Regions from separate parts of the Mus musculus genome. Here region 2 is linked to region 1. A link is a contact called in public HiChIP or PLAC-seq data. All regions are on one chromosome and are shown on one strand. Each heading gives the region's core, a stretch centred on a gene start, on an enhancer-like site or on the middle of the called end of the contact. The rest is flanking DNA. Distances are from core to core; before and after follow the strand shown.

What was found. HiChIP or PLAC-seq counts read pairs in DNA pulled down with a chosen protein or histone mark.
Region 2: a contact with region 1 is called in a CTCF HiChIP or PLAC-seq map of the NIH/3T3 cell line, with 11 read pairs. The contact joins the promoter of Pdpk1 here to the promoter of Prss30 in region 1. A contact is called at or near these places in 1 of 39 promoter capture datasets (maxillary cranial neural crest), 1 of 15 datasets of contacts at CTCF or cohesin (the NIH/3T3 cell line), 4 of 484 Hi-C or Micro-C datasets (bone marrow-derived macrophages, embryonic fibroblasts and embryonic stem cells), 3 of 115 datasets of contacts at active chromatin or transcription factors (effector CD8 T cells, embryonic stem cells and pancreatic cancer cells) and 2 of 9 other capture datasets (liver and pancreatic islet).

Annotation. Positions count from the first base shown.
Region 1 is chr17:23,973,434-23,976,737 of GRCm38.p6, reverse strand. Prss30 (protease, serine 30) reads left to right here and starts at 1,508. Exons shown (of 6, transcript NM_013921.3): 1 at 1,508-1,609; 2 at 2,492-2,518; 3 at 2,632-2,797; 4 at 2,890-3,161. The coding sequence starts at 1,558. All of the region lies in intron 2 of Gm41546 (a long non-coding RNA gene), which reads right to left.
Region 2 is chr17:24,139,913-24,143,216 of GRCm38.p6, reverse strand. Pdpk1 (3-phosphoinositide dependent protein kinase 1) reads left to right here and starts at 1,623. Exons shown (of 14, transcript NM_011062.4): 1 at 1,623-1,780. The coding sequence starts at 1,757. It overlaps Gm33409 (a long non-coding RNA gene), which reads right to left and starts at 1,654. Exons shown (of 2, transcript XR_876671.3): 1 at 1,057-1,654; 2 at 619-766.

The DNA.
Region 1 (3,304 bases), core at 259-2,758:
ATCTTCCCCGCTTTAGTTGACTGAGAAACTCATTAGATTGCAACATGTTCCTGCGCCTCCTTCACTGCGGGGAATTCTACACGGAGACAGCTTTCTTTACTATTTGGCTGTCCTCAACATAATAAGTGATTTCCCTAATAAGATTAAAAAAAAAAAAAAAGACAAATCAGGTCTTTTTTTTTTTTTAGTAGCATCATTAGGAACTCATTGTTCCATATTTATTTGCTATATTTAATCACTTAATGATGTTGCCTATACTGAGGCTCAAAATGAGGCTCGTGTCATCGAATTCCGAGAGGGGACTATTCATGTCACAGATTAGTGAGTGCCTGGTGCTTAGAGGTGAGGACTTAATAACACATGTAGCAGAGTAAACTCAGCACCATACTTCAACCCAGGCGTGTCCAGCAAGGGGCCAGGAGGTCACAGAAACCCTGTTACATGGAAAATGAAAAATTTTGCAAATTATCAGCTTGGTCTAAAGTTAAACAGATACCTGAAAAAGCAAAAAGATTTTTAAATGTTTAAGAAGTTAACTACAGCTATAAGAATAGTGAGAGCCAGGAACTGTTAACATTTAGAGATGCAGAAGGGCCTGTGGAGCCAGTCCTGTGGTCTGAAAAGCAGTGAGCTTGGAGAGGAAGCCATGAGCCGGAAGCACTAGGCTGCTTATTCCTGTATCCGAGATGAGGCAGGGCCAGGTCTGCCCTAGAAATTCTGAGAAAACAGCAAACAGGAGGCCAGGAACCTCTGAGGCCACTAGAAGTCAGAGGCCAGGAACCTCTGTGGCCACTAGAAGTCAGAGGCCAGGAACCTCTGTGGCCACTAGAAGTCAGAGGCCAGCACTGGACAAGGGCAGTGCAGCTGGCAGAGGGAAGACACACCTCAAACACCCAGATTCAAGAACCCACTGAGGGGTTCGTTGGAGTCGTGGTTTGAGACCTTGAGAAGCAGCAAGGGCGGGCACAGCAAGGCTGGAGGCTGACCCTAGTCTGTCTTTTGTCCCTTGCGTGGTAGTGGGGAATTTGAAGTCGTCATAGTGGCAGAAGGAAATATCTTCCTAAAAAACCATTGAGTATTTCTGAGTTGATACTTCCTGGACTGGAGGGCAAACCCTGGCTACATTTGTTTCCACAGTGACCAACAGGACTCCCATGGGCTCCTAGTTCTTAAATAAGGTTGGCCAAGTGAGGGCCTTGAGCCACAGTGTTGAGAAGGGAGCCTGGGCATTGGTGTTCCTCTCTCATCTTGGCATTTGGTGTGGGGCCAGGTAGGGCAGGAGTCTTCTGGCTTCCTGGGTGAGACTTTCCTGTACCAACCTCACAGGTGGACTGACAGGCAGGCGGCTCCTATCGCCTCTGGCTCCTGATGGCCCCTGAGTTTCCTGGCCTTCACTAAACCACATCCCTGGAACTGCATGCAGAATAGGAGTCTGATTGGGCGGGTCCTGTCAGGCAATTAAGTTCCAGTTTGATTGCCTCTAAACACTGAAATGCAACCCTCCCCTAGATATTTCAAGGACTCTAACCCCACTGCGTTGTGGACCGGAGAGGAGCCATGGAGTCCCGGGCAAGGTGCATCTTTCTTCTTTTGCTGCAGATCCTGACAAGTAAGGAGTGTTGATTCCTTCCAACTCCTTCCTCCCATGATGGCTTCCACACCCTTCCTCCATCTTCCTGCTTCCTTATCATCCTTAGCCGCTCTCCCTAGACAACCTGGAGGGGGCTGAGAGTAGGAGGCCAAACCTCATGTGTCCACTGATCCTCCAAGAAAGACAGGGGAAGGGGAAAAGAGAAGATGGCTGTTGTCTTATCATGAGTCAGGTCTCATGATAAGAACTTCATGAATGAGATGTTCAGCCAGGCTCCTTCTCTTGTTTTGAATTTGTTGTTGTTTTTTAAATTCTATTTGGAGAATTTTCTGTGTATACAATCTATTTTGATTATATCCACAGCCTGCCCCCCCCCCACCTCCCCTGAGACCTAGCACTTCCAACATCGTCTTCATCTCTCCTTTCTCCCCCTCTTCTTCTTTTGCTGCAACTCTGAGTCCAGCCACTGCCGTCCACACGCCCATGGGGGTGGACCACCCAGTGGAGCATGGGCAACCCACCGGTGGTCACATCCCCAAAAAGTTACTCTCAGTCACAACTGCAATGGCTCCTCAGTGAGGGGTGGGCCTTGGGATCCACTCCCCATCCACAGTGGATTGTTGACGGCCTGACCTTGCGCAGGTCTTATGCAGGCTTCTTCTATAACGGCTGTGAGTAGCTACATGGATGCACCCACCACGCCGTGTCCAGAAGGCAGCATTTCCTTCTGCATGCATTCTCTCTGCCTCCTCTTCCGTGATGTCCTGGAGCTTGGGAGGGTGTTGATGTGGCTGTGGATTGTCCCATTTAAGGCTGAGCCCGTGGTTGCTTATTCTTAGTGGTTTGGTCACTTGTAAGTATCTGTCAGAGCCCATTGAGAAACCTTCTCTTGTTTTTTAGGGGCACGTGGAGATATATTGCCCTCAGGTAATGAACGGCCCAGAGTTTCCCAGGGAAAAGTCCAGGGCAGGGGATGAAAGGAGTTGTTGGAGATGGTGGGACCCAAGAGGGACTGGCTTTCTGAGAAGGTCCCTCTGCAGTATGTGGCCACTCCCGAGATGCTGGAAAGATCGTGGGTGGTCAAGATGCTTTGGAAGGACAATGGCCTTGGCAAGTCAGCCTGTGGATAACCGAGGATGGCCACATATGCGGGGGCTCCCTCATCCACGAGGTGTGGGTGCTCACGGCTGCCCACTGCTTCCGCAGGTTAGTGAGGTAGGGTGGAGAGTGGCAGCTGTTCTCCTAACTCTGCCGCTCTTCAGCAGATGCCTCAACCGGCTGGGCCTGTCTCTTCCTAGGTCTCTGAACCCTAGCTTCTACCATGTGAAGGTTGGAGGGCTGACACTTTCCCTTCTGGAACCCCACTCAACTTTAGTGGCCGTGAGGAACATCTTCGTGCATCCCACCTACCTCTGGGCAGATGCGTCTAGCGGAGACATTGCCCTGGTGCAGCTGGATACTCCTCTGCGGCCCTCTCAGTTCACTCCTGTCTGCCTCCCAGCAGCCCAGACTCCTCTCACCCCTGGGACTGTCTGCTGGGTGACAGGCTGGGGAGCCACCCAGGAAAGAGGTAAGAGAATATGTCTATAACCAGCCCCCACTCCTGCCCAGGGGATGACCTGGCTAGGGCATGTGCTGCCAAATTATGGGTTTCATCTTGGCCAAGGTGCCCACTCATGATGGATTTGGAGAAGCCCACCCAGTGTCCAGGTT
Region 2 (3,304 bases), core at 374-2,873, 170 kb before region 1:
CTAGTGGCTACACCTCAAGGAAGAATGGCTTTTCCCTAATGGCCATCAGCTGCCAGTAACCATGGAGACAGGTGCAAGCCTGGTGAGGCCCCCTCCTGTCGGTGCTGGAACTTTGACTGGCTTGATCCTATGCAGGTGAGCACAGCAGTGGTGAGACCCTCGGTGCCAGGCCACATCAGGGTCAGAGTCAGCATTTCTCAGCATTGCTCCTCTTACATTCCCAAGGTTCCCTAAGCCTTATTTGGAGGGGGACTCATATAGATGCTCCCTTTTATTTATCTTGTGTTTGTTTGTTTTGCAAGACAGAGTTTCTCTGTGTAGCCCTGCCTCTGCCTCCTGAGTGCTGAGATCAAAGGAATAAGCCACTATGACCTGGTTCTAGATGCCCCATTTAAGGCTGAATACTCACAGTAATTTTCAGCACTTTAAATTATTTTACACAAATGACAAATATCTGGAAAGGGTGGTGAATACCTATACCCAAGCACTAGGAAATCTAAGGCAGAAAGATCATGAATTCAAGACAAGCCCAGTCTACATAGTGATGTCCAGGCTAGCCAGGGTTACATACTGAGACACTGTCTCAAAAACACCACAAAAAACAAAGGGCGCAAGGGCTATGGGTGTAATTTAGAAACATTTAATTTTGAGATGATCTAGCATGTGTGAGGTCTTGAGTTAATTCCCAACACTGAAAAAAAAATGGGGAAGGTCTGTAGAGATGGCTCAGTATGATGCCTGCTATGCAGGCAAGTCCTCAGCACTCCTGTAAAAGAAAGCTGGAGATGGTGGGGGTGTGTCTGTACCTTCACCCCTGGGAAAACAGAGACAGGGGGACCACTGCATCTCACTGGCCAGCCAGCCAGCCAAGAGGGATCAGCAAGTTCCAGGTAGCGACTGGTATAGGAAGACATCTGACAAACCCACAAAGTGGACACACACATACACTGTACACACAGCGCAAAAAGTTTACAAAAATTGTATGCGTTTCACCATAATTTAAAAAAACATCTACAGCGGTTGTCATAATGACAACTAAAGGAGGATGTGGCATACCTGTCATTTCAGCAGCTGGGAGGCTGAGACAGGATTGCCGCAAGTAGGAGGCCAGTCTGTTCTCGATAGTGAGATCCTGCTGGGAAAGGAAAAAAAAAAAAAAAGCAAGCTCACAAAGACGTCCATCAAAATATTGGCAAAAACAGGTTCATCAGGAGTGACAGGACGGCTTGTTTTCTGCTTCAAATCATAGCCCAATTTCTCTCCCAGATTACTCGTGACCTGTGAATCAGATTCAAGTTGTCCTGGCAGTAGGTTCGAGCTCAGCCTTGCTGCTGCCCCAGGCGTGACCTTGGCCCGCTGGCTACGGAGCCTCAGTTTACCTGACAGGGAACGCGGATGACAGCTCGGCGCTCCGGCCCCGGCCCCTCCCCGTCACTTCTGATTGGCTCGCTCAGCCTCCCTCGACAAGCGCGCCGGGCCCCAACCCGGAAATACGGCTCTTGGTCGGGGGCGGGGCCCTCACGGCCCGCCGCCAATGACAGCTATACTGACCAATGGGCGAGAGGAGCGGCGGCTACGTCGCGGAAGTCCTGCTTAGCGTCGCGCGGGGGCGGGGTGGCGCTGGGGGCGGCAGGCGGCGGGGCGGGCGCAGGATGAGGGCGGCCATTGCTGGGGCTCCGCCGCGGGGAGGAGGACGCTGAGGAGGCGCCGAGCAGCGCAACGCTGCGGGGGAGGCGCCCGCGCCGACTTGGGGCTCATGGCCAGGACCACCAGCCAGCTGGTGAGCGCGCGGCTGCTGTAGGGCGCACCGGTCCGTTACCCGGGAGCGTGGCGGTCGCCTGGGTTCTGCTGGGCGAGGCGGGGCGGCCCGGTGTCGCGGGCCGGGCGGCGCCTCACCTGCGGCTGGGTGGCGGGCAAGACTGTTGGCACCGGCCGAGGGTTCCTCTCGGCTGCGGCAGGGAATGCGGGCCCCGGCTCGGGCTGTCGGCGGCAGCCGGGGGCGCTGACAGGGCACGGAGGGCGGGGGAGGCCGGGAGGTGTCACCCGGTCGGGCGGGGTGGAAGTGCCTGGAAAGTTTGTTTTCGGCTCTGTGCAGCCTGGAGCCGAGCCTCTGGGCTTACCTTGAGGTCCTGCCCGAGGAGGAGCATTCTCCATCCTTTACCTGGAGGAGGTTCCTGGGAAGCAGGAGATGTGAGTTCCTGCTTGTAGCACCTGATGCTGGAGGCTCCTTTCCAGATTCTTGGTCAGCGGGGCATTTCGGTCCTCCTCTTGCCTGCAGTTCTACGCTCAGTGAGGTGGGAAGCCCTGGGAGGCCGGGCTTAGAGGCCCCAGCGAGGGCAGCCTAAGTTTGACAGGGAGGAGGGGTTGGGGGGGGCGGGCGGAAGGACGAGGACGACAAAACCAACCACTTGTTGGGTGAAATGTTTGTTTTCTCTGTGTTGTTAAATAAGTATCCATAGTTGTATTTTCTGGTAAGTTTTAGAGTTCTTAGATCAGCGTGTCTGCCTTGTATGAGATATGAAGTGGCTGATGAGAAGATGTCAGACGCCGAGCAAGATTTGGTTCAAAAGGCAAACCTCCTTGGGCTAGGGCTGTGGTTCAGTGGTAATCTGCTTGCTTCACATGTTCAGGGCTCTTGGGTTCGATCCTCACTCCAGCTTTCAGGGAGTGGGGCGGGATGGGAAGAGGGTTGTTGGTCTCTTTATTCGAGGGGACTGAAGAAACTCACTTGGTTCAGTATGGTCTAGGATGTGTCTGTGGTAGTGGTTTTTGGAGGGTCATGAGCCCCTTTAAGAATCAAAGTATGGGCTCCTTTTGAGAAGCATACACAGTTGCACGGAATTTTGTTGCTACCAGAGGCTCAAGAGCCTTCTGCATCTCATCCATGGACTTGAAGTTATAACCCTCTACTGTGAGATGGATGGTAATTAATCCAAATTCTAAAAGGAGGAGGACCTATCCAGCTGAGAAAAATGGTGAAAGGCAAAAAAGGGTGTTGCAACACTTGTGTCTTTACCCCGGGGTGCTTGGGCTAGCACGCAAAAACATGAATCGTGGAAGTCAGAGTGACAGTACTTTGGATATTTATGAAGTGAACTTTGACACAGAGATGCTTTTGCAATGTGTAAGGTGTGTATCTGATGGTGTCTATGGGAAGAGGAAAAGTGTGTTTTCTCACTTTGTCTTGACACTTCCGTGGTAGGCATTTGATATCTACAATTTTCTTCTCATCAGACAGCTTTTTCAGTGTTAAGAGCACTGGAGCCTAGTGAGCAGAAGAAATTACAGAATAAACACAATAGAC